Regions from separate parts of the Mus musculus genome. Here region 1 is linked to region 2. A link is a contact called in public HiChIP or PLAC-seq data. All regions are on one chromosome and are shown on one strand. Each heading gives the region's core, a stretch centred on a gene start, on an enhancer-like site or on the middle of the called end of the contact. The rest is flanking DNA. Distances are from core to core; before and after follow the strand shown. Region 1 overlaps Cdk6 (cyclin-dependent kinase 6). Region 2 overlaps Cdk6 (cyclin-dependent kinase 6).

Region 1 (3,146 bases), core at 463-2,962, 79 kb before region 2:
CATATGGTCTCTCATCTACAATGTGCAACAGGTATATGGGGCAAAAGAAAGGCAGCCTTAAACATTCCAACCCGTCTGGGCTACCAGAAGCAAACCCAAGCACAGAGGACTCTGAGTGCTTTCTGACCAATGTCAAAGGAAAGAGATAAAGGAAAACATGCTTTAAGATTAGGGTGTCCCATGCTGCTCGTTTGGCAAGATTATAAAACTGCAGGCTGAGAAGGACTCAGATTACAGCACTAGGAATCTGAGACATGAACTATTTTCTGACAAGAACTGCTAAGTATCAGGATGGGCTTTTGTGGGATTTTAGACCTTCTATGAAGCTGCTTCTTCTTCTTCTTCTTCTTCTTCTTCTTCTTCTTCTTCTTCTTCTTCTTCTTCTTCTTCATCTTCTTCTTCCTCCCCTCTCCCTTCTCTCTTCTCCCTTCTCCTTCTTCTTGCCTTATCTCAGGGTACGGACAGGGGTAGGGAAAAGGGAAAGGAAATATCCGTGAAGCATGGCAGACATTAAAGTTCCATGTTGGGCTAACCAGCTCGTGCTGTATATAACCTCCAGTTTGATGTTTGATGAAGCACCATGGCCTGCTTCCAGCAACAGGGAAGGGCAGATGGACAGAGAGAGACATCTGAGAGCAAGGAGCTGGTGGCTGGCAGCGCCAGGAACAGAAGCAGGACTGGGACCTGTGACTCAGGTTCACTGTCACTATGCAAGTCACTGACTTCAGATCTTCCTTCCCTTTGGGGAAGGAGAAGGGTGCTGGGGACTAAACTCAGGCCTGCACACGTGCTAAGTTCTGTTATCAGACCTATTTTGATCCCCCCCCCTTTTGAGATAGAATCTTGGGTATGTAGCCCGGGCTAGCCTAGAACTTTCTATGTAGACCAGGCTGGACTAGAACTTGCAGCGATCCTTCTGCCCTGCCTCCAGAGTGCTGGGATTGCTGGCATGCACCATCACAGCTGGTTCAGTCGTTCCCTTTTAGGGTTTTTGTTTAATTATCACTTTTAAACAATGTGGTTTTTGTTTGTTCTGTTTTTGTTGTTACTGTTGTTGTTTTGTTTTTAAAGTCAATATTTCTAGAGCACTGTATGTTTATCAGAAAGCTGATGAGAACAAGGGATCTTCCTACGATACTTATATCCAAAAGGTTTTCACTAAAATGGTGTATGGATGAGCAAGGGTCCTGGAGAGAGGGGAAGGAAGAACTGCTTAGCCAAAATGCTCTGCACGGGGCTGGCAGCCTGCTACGCCAGGCGCGCTTCTCTTGGCCTTTTCTGTACCACTACCCTTCCACCCAACCTTGTTCTCCTTTTCCAGTCTTCTATCTCTGCAAATGAAATCACTAACCAGTTCCTCGAGTCAGGCTCTTCCTCAAACTCACCCCTCACCCAGTTACAGACTTGACAACACGGCAGCTCACAGAGGACTGGAGCTGGAGAAACAGGCGATGGAAGACACAGCTTGGAAGTCCAATTTGAAAGTTGCTTAAACAAGAAAAGGGCCTGATGTGTTATCTGTATATCCTTAGACTTTCAGGAAATACAGAAAGGAAAATTAAACAAACACGATCCTACACTTAACATTAACATATTTTTAGAATTTAAAATTATTCTCAGGTATCTTTTGTAAGCAGAGAGGAAGGAAGGACCACTGTAAAGGAATCCCTTAATAGATGACTGCAGAGTACGAGTTCTCTTACTGCTCAGGGGCTGCAACCCTTCTCTTGAAACCGTCTCGGTTTCTAGGAAGAACCACACGAATACCAAGGACTTTACAAAGCGTTTCTAAGTACATCCGCTATCAGGAGAGAGACCTGTGTGACAATAAAAGGCAGCAGAAGGTTTCTCACCTAGGCCGGGGCTAGCTGCAGCGTGCTTGGGGGCACTGTGGTTGCTGCATGCAAACACTGCTGGAAAGAAGAAGTACCAGCCCAAGGCCATGCTAAGCTCGGCTTTGACCTCAGAGCTAATTCAAAGGAAAGGCCTTTCCATTTACAAACATTTCAGAGAATACTGCTGCTTTCTAGAAATGTGTGGCAGGTAGTTTCCTTATCCTTAAGGCTGATGGGTGGAGACAGGATTACAGTGGTACCCAAGGAAACATGAAGACTGCAGAGAGCATTGTTTATCATCCAGGAGATGAAAAGGTCCCTTTAGTGATCACTGCAGATACTTAATATAGAGATGACCCTCATATGTGGCCAAAGTACAAGTAGGGCCTAGTGATAACCTCTCTGAAAGTCTTGTGGAACATTCTGAAACAACTAACAGTCCACTGCTCTGTATTCCCACACTATACCTCCCTCAGTTCTTGCTCTGATACCTGGTGTGACCACAAGAATCTACTTCTACCTCTGTGTTACTCCCACTGCGCCTAATTCTATAATGACACTGCTTACTTTCAGATCCCCAATCTTGCTGTGCGGCTGATTATCTGTTACTACAACACAGTAACCAAAATAATTGGGTTATAAGAGAAAAAGGTTTATTTGTGCCGCACAGCATTGAGGGATCTAGTCCATGATAGGTTGGCCCTTCTCGTCTGGGCTGGTGGTGAGGCGGTGTCATGGCAGGAACATGTGAAGCTGAAAGCTGCTCACAATGAGAACGGAGGAGCAAAAGGAACCTGAAGGTGGAAGGTGTCCTACCATCACTCTCAAGGGCATGCCCCAATAGACACCCCCTCCCCGCGACCTTCTAAAGGTCCCATAGCTTCCCACCTTGGGAGCCAGTCTTTAACACTCTACCTCTAGGGGTCTCTGAGGTTGCTACTATATTTAGCATATAGCAGTCACTAAAAAGCTGTCAGATATGTGATCAAGAAAAACATTTCTCCGAAAATGCTCCCCAACCCCAACAAATTCAAAATCAGACAAACAAAACCAAACAACAGCAGCCCTAGCAGCAGCAACAGCAAAAACAACAACAAAACCCGAAAAAGATCGGCAACACACCAAACCAGAGAGTGAAGAATAGTCTGTCTTGAGGTATTTATGAAGGTATAGAAAATGTTCTAGAGTCACAAATATGGCCCCCTAAATCAATTTTATTATCTCATCTTAAAAGAAAATCTCTTGTAGATAGGCTGTTAGAAGCAGCCTGTAGTCTCTGCTCTCAGGAGGCAGAGGCAGGAGGATTGCTAG
Region 2 (3,198 bases), core at 513-3,012:
TCCTGTGTCCCTCACCAGGGTACTCCTCCAGCTGTAGTGCCTACCAGCAAGTCCACAGTTCATCTTTCAGGGCCCTCAGCACTGCAAGGTCTACTTTCAGCTTCTACTTACAGGCCCTTGGCAACTGTGCTTCTGTTAGGTTTTACGTTCCCCCCCCCCCACACCCACCAAAAAGTGTTTCAAGACGAACTGGGAATCCCCTAAACTGGGCAAGTTTACAAGATGTAATTCGCACTACAGTAAATGCTGAGAATAAAGCAAACAGTACAACTTCTGTGTATGGAAACATTCCTGAATATGACCAGTGAGAACGGGTGCAACAGCTAGATCACAAATCCGCTACTGAGGATGGTTCCGTGGTAGATGGGATTCTGGGATGCCTTCATCTTGCTTTGCTCATATTCACAATGAACCCTTCAAATGAACGTAGAACAACAGAATCCAGGGCTTCCCGGTGTCCTGCAGCAAGCACTAGCTGAGTCTCCCCATTACTGAATGCAGCTCTTCAAATCTGGCCTGCACCAGAGGCAGAGAAGAATCAGGTTGCAACCTCACTCAGGCTAACTGCATGTTATTTTTGTGGGGGAAGAAAGAAAAATGATATTTTAAAACAGAAACAAGAAAACTCCTAAAACCCCTAGTTTTTGCGTTGTAGGAAAAGACAATAGCAACAAGGACAGAAATAAGCTCTGAGTTACCCTATGGATCTTTAGGTCCAGAATTCCAGGACGGGGGGGGTGGGGGGGTGGGAGAGGGCAGCACCTAAGCAATGAGGAGTTGGTAAATTTGGCTGAGTCCAGAACTAATGCTTAACCGTTGTGAAAATTCAAAAGGAACATAAAGCTGCTTGTGCCAAAAGAAGAAGCCTGCCTGCCAGCTGCACCCTCCTTGGGTCAAGATTTGAATAAAGAATAATTCACCAACCACAGCTACAGCTCATCACTGCCTTATCGCTTGAAGTCTCTATCAAGCATGGCAAACTTTTTAGCTTACACAGATCTCCTTAAATGACAGTTAACTTCAACCACACAAAGCATCTGGGTCGAAATTCAGAACCCCAAACCCATGCACCCGGGGAGAAGGGGACCCCAGTCCAAGGCATCACAAGCAAGTGAAGAGTACAGAACAGCTAACTTTAAAAGCAGCTTTGACCTGGAAGCACCTGTCCATTTGCCTTTCATCATCTCCACTGCATTCAGTGCCGAATCTGACACGCAGTGAGTGTTCAGGAAATGGCAACTGAATGGATGGAAGTTTCAAAATGACAGCTCCGGACAAGGTCGGGGCAAAGCAGAAGAGAAGGTGCTCCGAGCCCCTAGCGAGCAAGCCTCTGTAACTGAGGCTGAAGCAAGGAGGCCAGAGCCGCCATCCTGCATTCATTGTGAAACTCTTACGTGTGTGTTCCCGGTTTGCCACCTAACTTGTACAGATTCTCACTGACATCTTAGTGTTCACACAGCAGCAGCCCTACAGGATGGTCCTTGTTTTTGACATGTGCCACCATTCATAAAGCCAAAAGGCAAAACCAAGAGAAATATCCATCAACTAATGGAGAAAGAAATGTATCACACCAGTGCATGGAATCTTACTTGGTAACAAAAAGAAATATAGATACATAATATGCTGGATAAACCTCGAAAAGATTCTGCTAAATGAAAGAATCCAGTCGTGAAAGTGGCGTGATTCCATTCGTATGAAGTGTAGAGAAACAGGCTGGACACAGAGTCAAAAATAGACTGAGATAGGATTGGAGCACAGAGGTTGCTGGGAGAAAAGGGAACAAACGCTTATGTCCACTTGGTTTCTTTTGAGAGGGATGAAAACATTCTAAATTTAGGTCATGGGGATAGTTACACAATCGTGGTAAACGAACTGGCATGATCACTAAACGACACACTTGCACAGGTGAACTTTATGGTGTTCACACTGTATCTTTATGAAGATGCTTAAATACAAGTCAAAACAAATAAGAGGAAAAGACCAGCAGAGAAAGGCTTTGTACAGTGTTGGGAGCAGATTTAAACTTCTGCTCTGTTACAAAAAAATTGAGAGTCAGCAATGTAGATCTCACGTGCTATCACCCCTGGTGTCTACACACATACACCAGACAACACACACACACACACTCCAGACACAATGCACACTCAACACACATACACACCAGACACAACACACACAGCAGACCACACACACACACTATACACATACTACACATACACACCAGACACAACACACACAAAAGACCACACACACACCAGACACAACACACATACATACACCAGACCACACATATCAGACATTACACACACACATACCACACATACATCATACACATACCAAACATACACACTAGACACAACACATGCACCAGACACAACACACACAAAAGACTGCATACCACACGTACACACCAGGCACATACATGCATACACACCACACATACATCATACATACACCACATACCATACAAACAAAATACACATAACACACATCACACACACATAAGGAGGGCAGACTGAGAAAAATGCTCAGAAAATACACACACACATAGAAAATTGAAAAGCTAAAGACTACTGGTCTCTTGCCCTCTTGTGCTTGCTCTTTGACTGGTTAGAAAAATGACACAGGGCAATTCACCAAAAAGGGCTTGAAAAAGATATTCTGGTTCCAAGAATAGAAGAGTTAAGAGGTATTTTTAAAAGTGAACAGCTTTGGCTTGAGTCACATACAGTGCGGAACATTCTGGATAACTGTCAACATTCAGTTCTCATTCCATTTCTGAACTGTAAAAGCCCCGTTTTCCAGCCTGGGCCTTTCTTGAGGAAAAACGATAGAGCAGCCAAAGCTAGGAAGCCACGTGTGATGAAGACTGTCTGCACAGTCTTAGGAGGATAAACAAGTCTGACTATGCCATACCCACCCCTAGACCGTGAGCCATGTTATCCCAGCCCGCACTAGTCCACTCAGGTACCTACGATTAGGCTCTCTCCAATACAGTAACCCTGCAAGTCGTCTCCTTTTAAGGAACAACGAATGACTATTAAATTGTAACATAAAAGAAATAAGCAAAAAAATCTAGTAACACTAACAGAAACAATCAGTGACGCAATATTCCAGGTTGTCCAACATGGGCTCACACCAGTGTGAGACCAGATGGTTTCTTTTGCTCTAATGATAAAACAGTACAGCATCTGCAGA

What was found. HiChIP or PLAC-seq counts read pairs in DNA pulled down with a chosen protein or histone mark.
Region 1: a BATF HiChIP or PLAC-seq map of CD8 T cells shows a contact between it and region 2, with 9 read pairs. The contact joins two enhancer-like sites. A contact is called at or near these places in 1 of 15 datasets of contacts at CTCF or cohesin (CD8 T cells), 1 of 484 Hi-C or Micro-C datasets (nephron progenitors) and 5 of 115 datasets of contacts at active chromatin or transcription factors (CD8 T cells, effector CD8 T cells, embryonic stem cells and 2 more).

Annotation. Positions count from the first base shown.
Region 1 is chr5:3,459,822-3,462,967 of GRCm38.p6, reverse strand. All of the region lies in intron 4 of Cdk6 (cyclin-dependent kinase 6), which reads right to left. Among named protein-coding and RNA genes, the nearest start is that of Gm29868, 49 kb to the right of the region's middle. Within about 2 kb of position 1,712, at least 79 of the 459 cell types and tissues checked have an H3K27ac peak or open chromatin away from gene starts, as enhancers often do. A contact at or near this core is called in CD8 T cells and effector CD8 T cells, where this site is marked.
Region 2 is chr5:3,380,590-3,383,787 of GRCm38.p6, reverse strand. The region is part of intron 2 of Cdk6 (cyclin-dependent kinase 6); the gene reads right to left. Among named protein-coding and RNA genes, the nearest start is that of Gm29868, 31 kb to the left of the region's middle. Within about 2 kb of position 1,762, at least 65 of the 459 cell types and tissues checked have an H3K27ac peak or open chromatin away from gene starts, as enhancers often do. A contact at or near this core is called in CD8 T cells and effector CD8 T cells, where this site is marked.